Regions from separate parts of the Mus musculus genome. Here region 1 is linked to region 2. A link is a contact called in public Hi-C data. All regions are on one chromosome and are shown on one strand. Each heading gives the region's core, a stretch centred on a gene start, on an enhancer-like site or on the middle of the called end of the contact. The rest is flanking DNA. Distances are from core to core; before and after follow the strand shown. Region 1 has its middle 37 kb from the start of Odc1. Region 2 overlaps Nol10 (nucleolar protein 10).

Region 1 (4,745 bases), core at 693-3,192, 130 kb after region 2:
TGGTGTTAGGGCACAGTGATGTAAGGAATGTATCAGGACTGGAGTGGGTAGATAGTGATAGACCTTCCCTTGACTCCTGGTTAGAATGGTTTGCAGGAACTGAAGGGGGAATAAAGATACTTCACACCTGGTTATGTGCCCAAGATGAAGGACAGCTTTGTCCATGGGAAGACATACATGCTGAATGCTCCCAGCAGCTTTCTCTGTAACAGACTACACTAGAAATAACCCAGGTGTCCACAAGGTATCCAAATGAATGGATAAATACACTGTACCAAAGTGGTCTAAAAGGACCGTGCTTAGGAAAGAAAGAAAGAAAGAAAGAAAGAAAGAAAGAAAGAAAGAAAGAAAGAAAGAAAGAAAGAAAGAAAGAAAGAAAGAAAAAGATGGAAGGACCAGGAAGTGGGAAGGCAGGAAGAAAGAGAAGGTGCTAGAGAAAGGAAATGTAAATGAGTCTGCCCAATAAGGATGAATCTCAGTATTGTCATGCTGACTGAAAGCAGCCTTGCACAGTAGACGGTGGTCCCACTTTTACAAAGTTCTTAAAAGCTGAGCTAACCTAAGGCAAGAGGAAGTACATCTGTGGTTACCTAGGGCCCAGGGTAGCTCCAGGCAGGGTAAAACAAGAAAAGTTTCAGAGGCAGCTAGGAAAGTAGGACAGCATCAGTGTCTTCAGTGGGTGGTGGCTTCAGGGCATGCAAATCTGCAGAGTGCAGGTGTGAGGAATGTGCAGTGTGAGCCCAGGACCTCCTCTGCTGCACTCACTGACGTGAGACAACTCTCCCCACCTCTAATGGAGCCTCTGCATCTGAGGGCTGCTTGGGACATCTCAGAAGCTGCTTCCCAGTTCTTTTCTCAGCTCTGTGTTCCAAAGTCCAAGATCAATCGATTCCTTCGTTAATCACTGCTGAGAGTGTGTGGTCTGTGCCTTTAGATCTCAGCATGCCAGCTGGCAGGGAAAGACACAGCTGTCCCTGTGTCTGACAGGACCAGAGGCCACACTGTCCCTATCTCTGCTCCCTACAGCCACATCCAGGTCAGGTGACCAAGGCTGATTAGAGGAAGAAGGGTGTGGGCAGGGAGATATTTTGCCGGTGGCTATCATACACATGCTCTCTCCTACAGCAAGACTGATCTTGGGGCCCACACATGGAAGCTCCACCTTACTCTGTACTTAGAAGGAAATGGAAGTAGGGAAGGCTGCAGGAGCAAAGTTCATCTGTTAGTGTCCAGCATGCAGTGGGCACTGGGGCCCTTGTTACACAGCAGTAGCTGTCGAGATGCATATGGAATCAAAGTGGGTGCCAGTGTCACTGTTCCTGGGTACAGTGTCACCACCCCCACTTCCTGCCCTGTAGCCCATCTGAAATATTTATGAACCTGCTGTGGCTCCTAACCTGGCTGGTCTCATCCTTGGAGTTGCTGTTCCATTTAGGGTCTGAGTTGGACTCATCTGGACCCAGTCCTGACTTCCCAAAGAGGCTTTGGGGTCCATTTCTATGACTTGCCATTTAGGGGCAGAGTTTATTCATTGGGGTTCTACCCAGAGGCTGGAGTAGAGCAGGTCCTGACCATCTGCCACTAGCCCACCCTTCTCCAGGAATACCAACCAGTTTGTCCTGTCCAGAGACAAGCCACCTGGGGTCTAATGTCAGTCCCATTATCCCTGAGTTAATGTATTTGAAGAAGGCATCTAACTTCTGAAAGCCTCAGCTTCCCCATCAGTGAAATGGACGCAGCACATTCGGACTCCTTTCTTGGGAGTGATTGTATATCCTCTAGGGAAATCTTGTGTGCCAAAGGTCAACTTCCATGACTCTGATGATAACAGTCTGTAAGTTGTGAAGCCTGGAATGATCTTTGTTGGGTCACAGCTTGTCACCGACTCACAGGCTTCCCCTAGGATGGGCAGAGTTCCACGTATTGCTGGAGCTCACACTGCAAAAGCAAACACAGCTCGCTCAGCCTGGCTGGCTCCCCGGACAGTTTCAGTGAATCAAAGGGACAGTTTATAAATCCTCTTAAGTAATCAGCATCTGCCTTGGGGTTTTCCCCTTTTTCCAGGATGTGACTTGAAAGCCTGCTGCTTCCGATGAGACCAGTCCCGGCCCCAGCGTCACCCCTCGGGTTGCGTCAATCGCCAGCCAGTGGGGAATGAAGGGCTGAGCTGCTGAGGCAGGTGCTTCAGGAGGTGACGCAGGAAGAATAGATGGTCCTGAAAGTGTGACTGGGGATTTCCACCCAGGGCCGGTTCTTGTTCTTTAGTTGTCATTTGAGTATGGCCTTGTCTTCCCAGGACAGATGTTCCGTGACCCACAGTCATTTCCTGGGATGAGATGCCTTCTTCCTGTGGCTAAAGGGATCAGCACACAGAAGACAACCCAAGACTCAGGGCTTGCGGGGAATGTTTGACTGGCCAGATCAGTGAGGACTTGGCAGAGCCCCTGCCTGCTTACTGTGCATCCAGAGAGGGTCTTGGTTCCAGTCCTAAGCTGGTAGCTTAGGGGATGCAAAGGGCCCTCTCTGATCATCTGGGTTGAGTCCGCCCTCTGTCTCAGGTCTCCTGGGCAGATGCTCGGCCCCTGCTTTATTAAGCACTTCAGTGCTCTGGAATTCACACTGAGTAGACAGCACTCTTGTGGAAGATGCTCACGCGAGGAGAATTCTAAGGAGGTTCCATTACCTACGAGGCTTGCCAGATACCTGCAGATCCACAAGGCTGGCAGCTAACTTCTGGCTTGTAAACATAAGAACACAAGCCCACAGCTACATTTTCCCCCGCTTTTTTTTTAAAACGACTTATGTTATTTTATTTTATTTATTTTATTATTTTTTTTGCTGAGTAGTGATGGCACTTAGAGGCAGGTAAATCTCTAAACTTGGTCTACACAGTGAGTTCCAGGACAACCTGGGATACCCAGAGAAATGCTGTCTCGAAACACCAAAAAGAAAGAAAAAAGAAAAGAAAAAGAAAAATGAACAGAAAGAATAGGTTTGTTTTATTTTCAATTGTATGAGCGCATGCGTCTCTGTGCGTGAATTGCAGCCCCTGTGAGCGCAGGTGCCCCTGAGACTGGAAGAAGAGTGGGGTCCCCTGGAGGTGGATTACAGTTCTGAGCTGCCCAGTGTGGATGTGGGGAGTCAAACTTGGGCCCCATGAGGAACAGTAATGTTCTTCAGTGTTGTGCTGTCTCTTCGACCCTATCTTTCCTGTTTTTAGTTGAAATAGAGTTCACAGTCCACGAAAGCACTCCTTCAGTATGTCATTCCTGTAGGCTCTAGTGCCTGCAGCCATCACTGCGCTCTAGCTTCCAAGGGTTTTCATCTGCCCGCCCGCAAAGCAACACCACTCCCAGTACTGTCACTCCCCACTTGTCATCCCAAGTCACTTCCACCCATGTGCCTCATTCATGTCTCTGTAGATTTTCTGATTCTGCATATCTCATTTAATTTGGGTTCATATAGTATATGGACTAGCCTTGGTCCACCCTTGGTCACTGTCCTAGTTGCAAGGCACATCCCTGTTGCAGTGAATACCAGGACACTATTCCTTTTGATTGGCGGGTAGTACTCCATGGTATGAACATTGGATTGTTTCACCTGTTGTCTGTTATGAGTCATGCAGCTATAGATGTTTGTGAAGGTTTTTGTGTGGATGCAGGCTGTCCATTCATTTGGTAACATGCCTAAGGACAGAACTGCTTGGGTCCTAAGATGACTATTTTTTGAGCCCTTCAATTTTTCTTATTTTTTTCCTTTCTTTTCTTTTCTCTTCTTTTCTTTTTGTTTTGTTGTTGCTGCTGTTGTTTTCCTTTCTTTCTTTTTTTTTTTCCTGAGATAGGGTTTCTCTGTAGCCCTGGCTGTCCTGGAACTCACTCTATAGACCAGGCTGGAATCGATCTCAGAAATCCGCCTGCCTCTGCCTCCCAAGTGCTGGGATTAAAGGCGTGTGCCACCCTGCCCGGCTTTTTTTTCTTATTTTAAACTTTAAAATTATTTTAAATTTTCTATTAATTTATTTTTTATGTTATGGGTGTTTTGCCTGTATGTAATGTCTGTGTACCACATGTGGAGTGTAGAAGAAAGCATTGCATCCCCTAGAACTGGAGTTATAGACAGTTATAAGCAATTATTTCCTTAATTTGTTTATGGTTTTTGGTGCTGGTGGCTGAGATGAGAATACTTCCCAGTCCAAGCCTAACCCATCAGGGTTTTGCTTCTGAAGATGCTGTAGAAGGAGGTGGTTTCCCAGGTGACAGAAACAAAACCACTCAGAGTGGAAGACATAAGAGCCCTACGGTAAGACAGACTGTGAGCCTGAAGGAAGGGGACCTATCTGGATGCTAGCTCTGGGTCCTTTAGTTCTGCAGGCCCTCATGCTGGGGTGTGTTGCTGAAGCATTGAGAAAAATTGTGAGTGGTGCATGCCTTTAATCCTAGAACTTGGGGGGCAGAAGCAAGAAGATCTCTGAGTTCAAAGCCAGCCTAATCTACAGAGAGAGAGTGCCAGGGTTACATAGAGAAATGAAATCCTGTCTCAAAAAAATCATAAAAGAAAGAGAGGGGGGAAGAAAGAGGAGAGAGAGAGAGAGAGAGGAGAGAGAGAGAGAGAGAGAGAGAGAGAGAGAGAGAGAGAGACTTCTTCCTGTTCTGTGTTAAGTGCAGATGCTACAGATATAGCTAAGGGGACACTCCTGGTGGGACCTGCACCTACGTGCTCCTGTCTAGCAGCCAGCTGGACCCACT
Region 2 (4,249 bases), core at 214-2,713:
TATTTACTGAAAAAACCTTTTTCTAGTGGTCATGTGGCTTAGCTCTTTAGCACACACCTTTAATCCTCTTGGCTGGAATGCCTTAGCACACACCTTTAATCCTAAACAATGAAGGTAAAGCTAGTTTGTAGAAGGAAGCACCCACAGTTGAAAGTGATGTCTTATTGATTGGCAGACAAGTGATGAATCAGAGAAAGATTTGATAGAACAGAATATGCCCAACTCTTATGAGAAGAAGGAGGAAAGGGAAGCTACTTAAGAGAGAGTGCAGAGAGAGAAGGCAGGCAGTTTTACCAGGACAGTAATAAAGAGATAGGTTGCAGAGAGAATCAGAAGATTAGAACATATGGCCAAAGTGAGACGAGGCCAAGCAGGGCAATTTATTAAGAAACTGAGAGAAGCTAGCTTGAATCAGTCAGCTTGAAGAGGAGTTGAGCCAGAACAGCTGAATAGGACCAGCCAGCCAGAGATCAGAAGGAACTAGAAAGGGTGAGCTTATTCAGCAGTAAGTCTCAGAGGCTGAAACATTCTAGGTCTAGATTAGAAGCTTCCAGGACTAGGCCTAGGTTAGCACATGGAGGCAATCAGCCTCCAAGATGACAATTAAACCAGGAAAATAAAAATTACTTTTATAGAGGTCAGTAAATCTCTTGAATTTGAGGCCAGCCTGGTCTACAGACCTAATTCTAGGACAGCCATGGCTACACAGAGAAGCCTTGTATTTTGGGGAAAAAAATCATGAAGGCACCTCAAGCCAAGCTGCAGGCTCTGCATGCCAAGTATCATTCCAGCAGATCATCCGTGTGAGCCAAGCTGCAGGCTCTGCATGCCAATTATCATTCCAGCAGATCATCCGTGTGGGGAGGGTAAAGTTGGTTCAGTGTGTTCAGGAATCTTTTACCATGTGTAGTTTGGACAAGGAATGGCTTTTTCTGTCAAATGACTTAGAGAAGTACACCAGGCAGGCCAATAATTGTTTCGCAAGACAGTGTGTGCTGCCCTCGCAGGTTGGCTTGGGCTCCTTGCTGTGCTCAGAGGTTGTGCTCTGCACCGGCTTTACCGTACCCATCTTCCCTCCACTCTGTGCTTTGTCTTCATCACTGTGTGCTTAACCATAGTTTAGAGAAGGTAAAACCTCATTCTTTTCCACACACTCAGTTTTGGAATAATTCAGACCTAATCATGGCACATGTTTAGTAATAGTTTCTTTGTACTTGCAAGGCAGCTCAGAATATTGAGAAATGATTTTGCCTTCCTGGCCCTTACCTGACTGCTTACGTGGCACAGTTTCTTACATGGAGCAGCCAGCCATTCTGCAGGTCAGGGCACTGCCAGAGGCAGCACAGCTCTGGGACCCAGTGTGCATGGTGTGACGACACAGGAAGCATGTAAAGATGACACATGTGTGAGTCCCACCCCAGCCTGTTAAAGCAGGTCCAGAGGTCCAGAGCCATTGGCAGAAGGGAAGAAGGTGGGCTTTGGACTTAAGAAAGACCTGCTTCAGGCTTAATTATGCCCATTATGACCCTCAGCTTTCTCACCCACCAAGAGAGAGCTGTAAGAGACCAGCAGGACTGTGGAAAATGTCATAGCTCTTGTCCCTGTCAGCATCCTCCCACAGGGTGGCATGAGGAACAACCATGGGGCATTTGCACATAGCACTCACAAAGTGGAGTCTTCACATGTCAGTGAGAAGCTGAAGATGAGACACATGTGTCCCTGCTGCCCCTCTTCCCAGAATGTCTGCCTTGAGCCATTGAGAGTGCTGTTGAAGCTGTGTGTTTTAGTGTGGTGCTTTTCAAACATGGTTGGCCAGCCACCTGCCTATAGCCTTCCTTTTCATCCCTGTGATTGATTCTTTTGTACATTACAGTCAAGATGAATACCTAGCGAAGTGTAACGCTGCCTGTGGTTTTGTTCTGTCCTTTCTTGACACTGCTGTGTTGAGCTGCTGCCTACAAGCTTTAAGTTCCTTCCTTTCTGTGCTTTTATCACCCAGCTTGGTAGCGGATTGCAGATGGTTCAGGGAGCTCCCCCCCTCCCCGCCCCCCCAGCAGACCTGCCATAAACACTGTTTCTGGTTTTGTGTTTTGAGTGTTGGTGAGCCTTTCTATGACATACACCCAGATGAGTTCTGATTCAGACATGTGTCTGAGGAGGGCACTGCTTTATCAGATCTGTCACCACTGACACTGGAGGAGAGTGCCTTGGACTCTAGTTGCTGGGCTGTTTTCCTTCTCTGAAAAGTTTTCTCTTAAGAACAATAAGCAGTAGCATCTTGAGAAACTTAGTAGAACTGCTGTTCGTAACGCTGCCAGCGTCCTCAAAAACCACTACTGCTTATTAGAAAAAATGCCTCCGTTAACTCCATGGTCTTAAGTTAAGTGGCCTTTGTGCTATTCTTGGAATCACCTTTGCTGTTTGTTTGACATTATGTTAGAAGCATCAAGAAGGTGAGCCAGTAGATCCCATGTAGACGGTGGAATTCTTTTTTCATTTTGTTGGGTGGTATTTAGACTACTTAATGGTTTATTTGATAACATAAGAAGCCTTTTCTGTTTTGAGTGGAATTTTTATTCTCCAAATTATATGGGGCTGGTGAGTTTATTTTGAAGGGTGCCTTGCTTGCTGAGATCATGTACAAGCTTATAAAGGATCCTGAATTACCTGTAAAGGGTTGGGGAGATGTCAACTGATATTGTGTGTAGTCATGAGAGGGTTGGCTGTAGAATATCTTGCCACCTTGAAGGTGCTTCAGAAAACTTTAGAAAACTATAGTTAACTAAAATTAATTTCTCTAGTGGTTCATTCTTTTAAAACTCCCTAAAATGATCATGGCATTCTAAGGGCTGTTTAGTGACATATGGGTCTTAAAAATATTTTATGTGTGTGAATGTTTTGCCAAAATGTATCTATGTGCACAACATGTACAGATCATTGTGAACCATCAGGTGTGTGCCAGGAACTGAACCTGGCTCCTCACAAGAGCAATAAGTGCTTTTAGCCACTGAACCATCTCTTTGACCCTGATATGTGGGTCTTTTGAGGTAAGTTCTATATTACACTCCTATAATCATTTCAGTCTGCAGTCTGCTGTGAAGTTTAATGCAGAAATTCTGGTGCTGGACCTTTTGGTTCCTTGACTCCTGATTCCAGGAGGGGAGCCTTTCTCTCCATTATTATTCTCATACTGTACATACATATGAAGCTGGAAACTCCCCAGACCTAGTATAGAGCTGAGTGCCTCTCCGGAGCCTGCTCATGGCTTTAGCTCATCAAGCCTGGGTAGTTCACAGACAGGGATAGCAGCTCCCACAACTGAGGTCTCTTGCCTAAAAGGCAAGACTGGCGAAAGGGCAACTCAAGCATTTTACATTTTGTAGAAATGAGTACTTCTCACCACTTGTTTAATTTGTTCATTGTATTTATTTTTAGGAATGCTTCTTACTGCCAATGAATCCCCCAAGATGGGCATTTACTACATTCCGGTAAGAGCACAGCAAGTTTTTGTGTTTGAACTGGTAGTGTTGACAGCCCTTGGGCTCTGTGTAGCTTTGCTGCACTGTAGATTCACTGTGGATACAGTGTGTTCTGTGGCCCAGTAGAGTAATGTCTCAGTATTATGTTGGCCAAATGTTTGTGCTGTTTAGCATAGGCTTGAAATCTAGTAATCTTCAGATATGCTTTGTTGTTTGTTTTGCTGGGAAATATTTCAGAATCTAGAACTTAAAACTATCAACTAAGCAGAAATCTAAATCAAAACTAAGAGTCTAGAACAGTGATTCTCAACCTTCCTAATGCTGCGACCCTTTAATACAGTTCCTCATGTTGTGATCCCCATCCATAAAGCTATTTTTGTTACTACTTCATAACTATAATTTTGGTACTGTTATCGTAATACAAACAAATATCTGATATTTATGTAATGTAAATATCTGATATTCGACCCCTGTGAAAAGGTTGTTCAACTCCCAAAGGAGCTGAGACCCACAGGTTAAGAGCTTGCTGGTTTAGTGTTCTTCTAGTTACCTCACTATAGTTTGCATGTTTTAGAAATAAGTTACACACTCAAGAAGTAGGATCATCAGGATTATCAGCAATGACATATAGTTTAGATTATCATATTGTCATTCTTAAAGAATTGTTCTTCTACACCAGGAGCTTCTGTGCTTTACCTTTTGGTCTATAGAAGGAGAGAAATGGGGATGTGTTCTCTTAGTCAGTAAGGCAGCCTTCATGTAGAGCTGGC

The links. Hi-C and Micro-C count contacts between places; a contact is called where the count stands out from the background.
Region 1: a Hi-C map of CD8 T cells shows a contact between it and region 2, with 1.7 times the contacts expected there. The contact joins two enhancer-like sites. A contact is called at or near these places in 4 of 484 Hi-C or Micro-C datasets (CD8 T cells, the N1E-115 cell line, nephron progenitors and 1 more) and 4 of 115 datasets of contacts at active chromatin or transcription factors (CD8 T cells, hepatocytes, memory CD8 T cells and 1 more).

The regions. Positions count from the first base shown.
Region 1 is chr12:17,505,224-17,509,968 of GRCm38.p6, forward strand. No RefSeq gene overlaps it. Among named protein-coding and RNA genes, the nearest start is that of Odc1, 37 kb to the right of the region's middle. Within about 2 kb of position 1,943, at least 107 of the 459 cell types and tissues checked have an H3K27ac peak or open chromatin away from gene starts, as enhancers often do. A contact at or near this core is called in CD8 T cells, memory CD8 T cells and regulatory T cells, where this site is marked.
Region 2 is chr12:17,375,813-17,380,061 of GRCm38.p6, forward strand. It overlaps Nol10 (nucleolar protein 10), which reads left to right. Exons shown (of 21, transcript NM_001008421.1): 13 at 3,436-3,488. Among named protein-coding and RNA genes, the nearest start is that of Mir3066, 23 kb to the left of the region's middle. Within about 2 kb of position 1,464, at least 26 of the 459 cell types and tissues checked have an H3K27ac peak or open chromatin away from gene starts, as enhancers often do. A contact at or near this core is called in CD8 T cells, memory CD8 T cells and regulatory T cells, where this site is marked.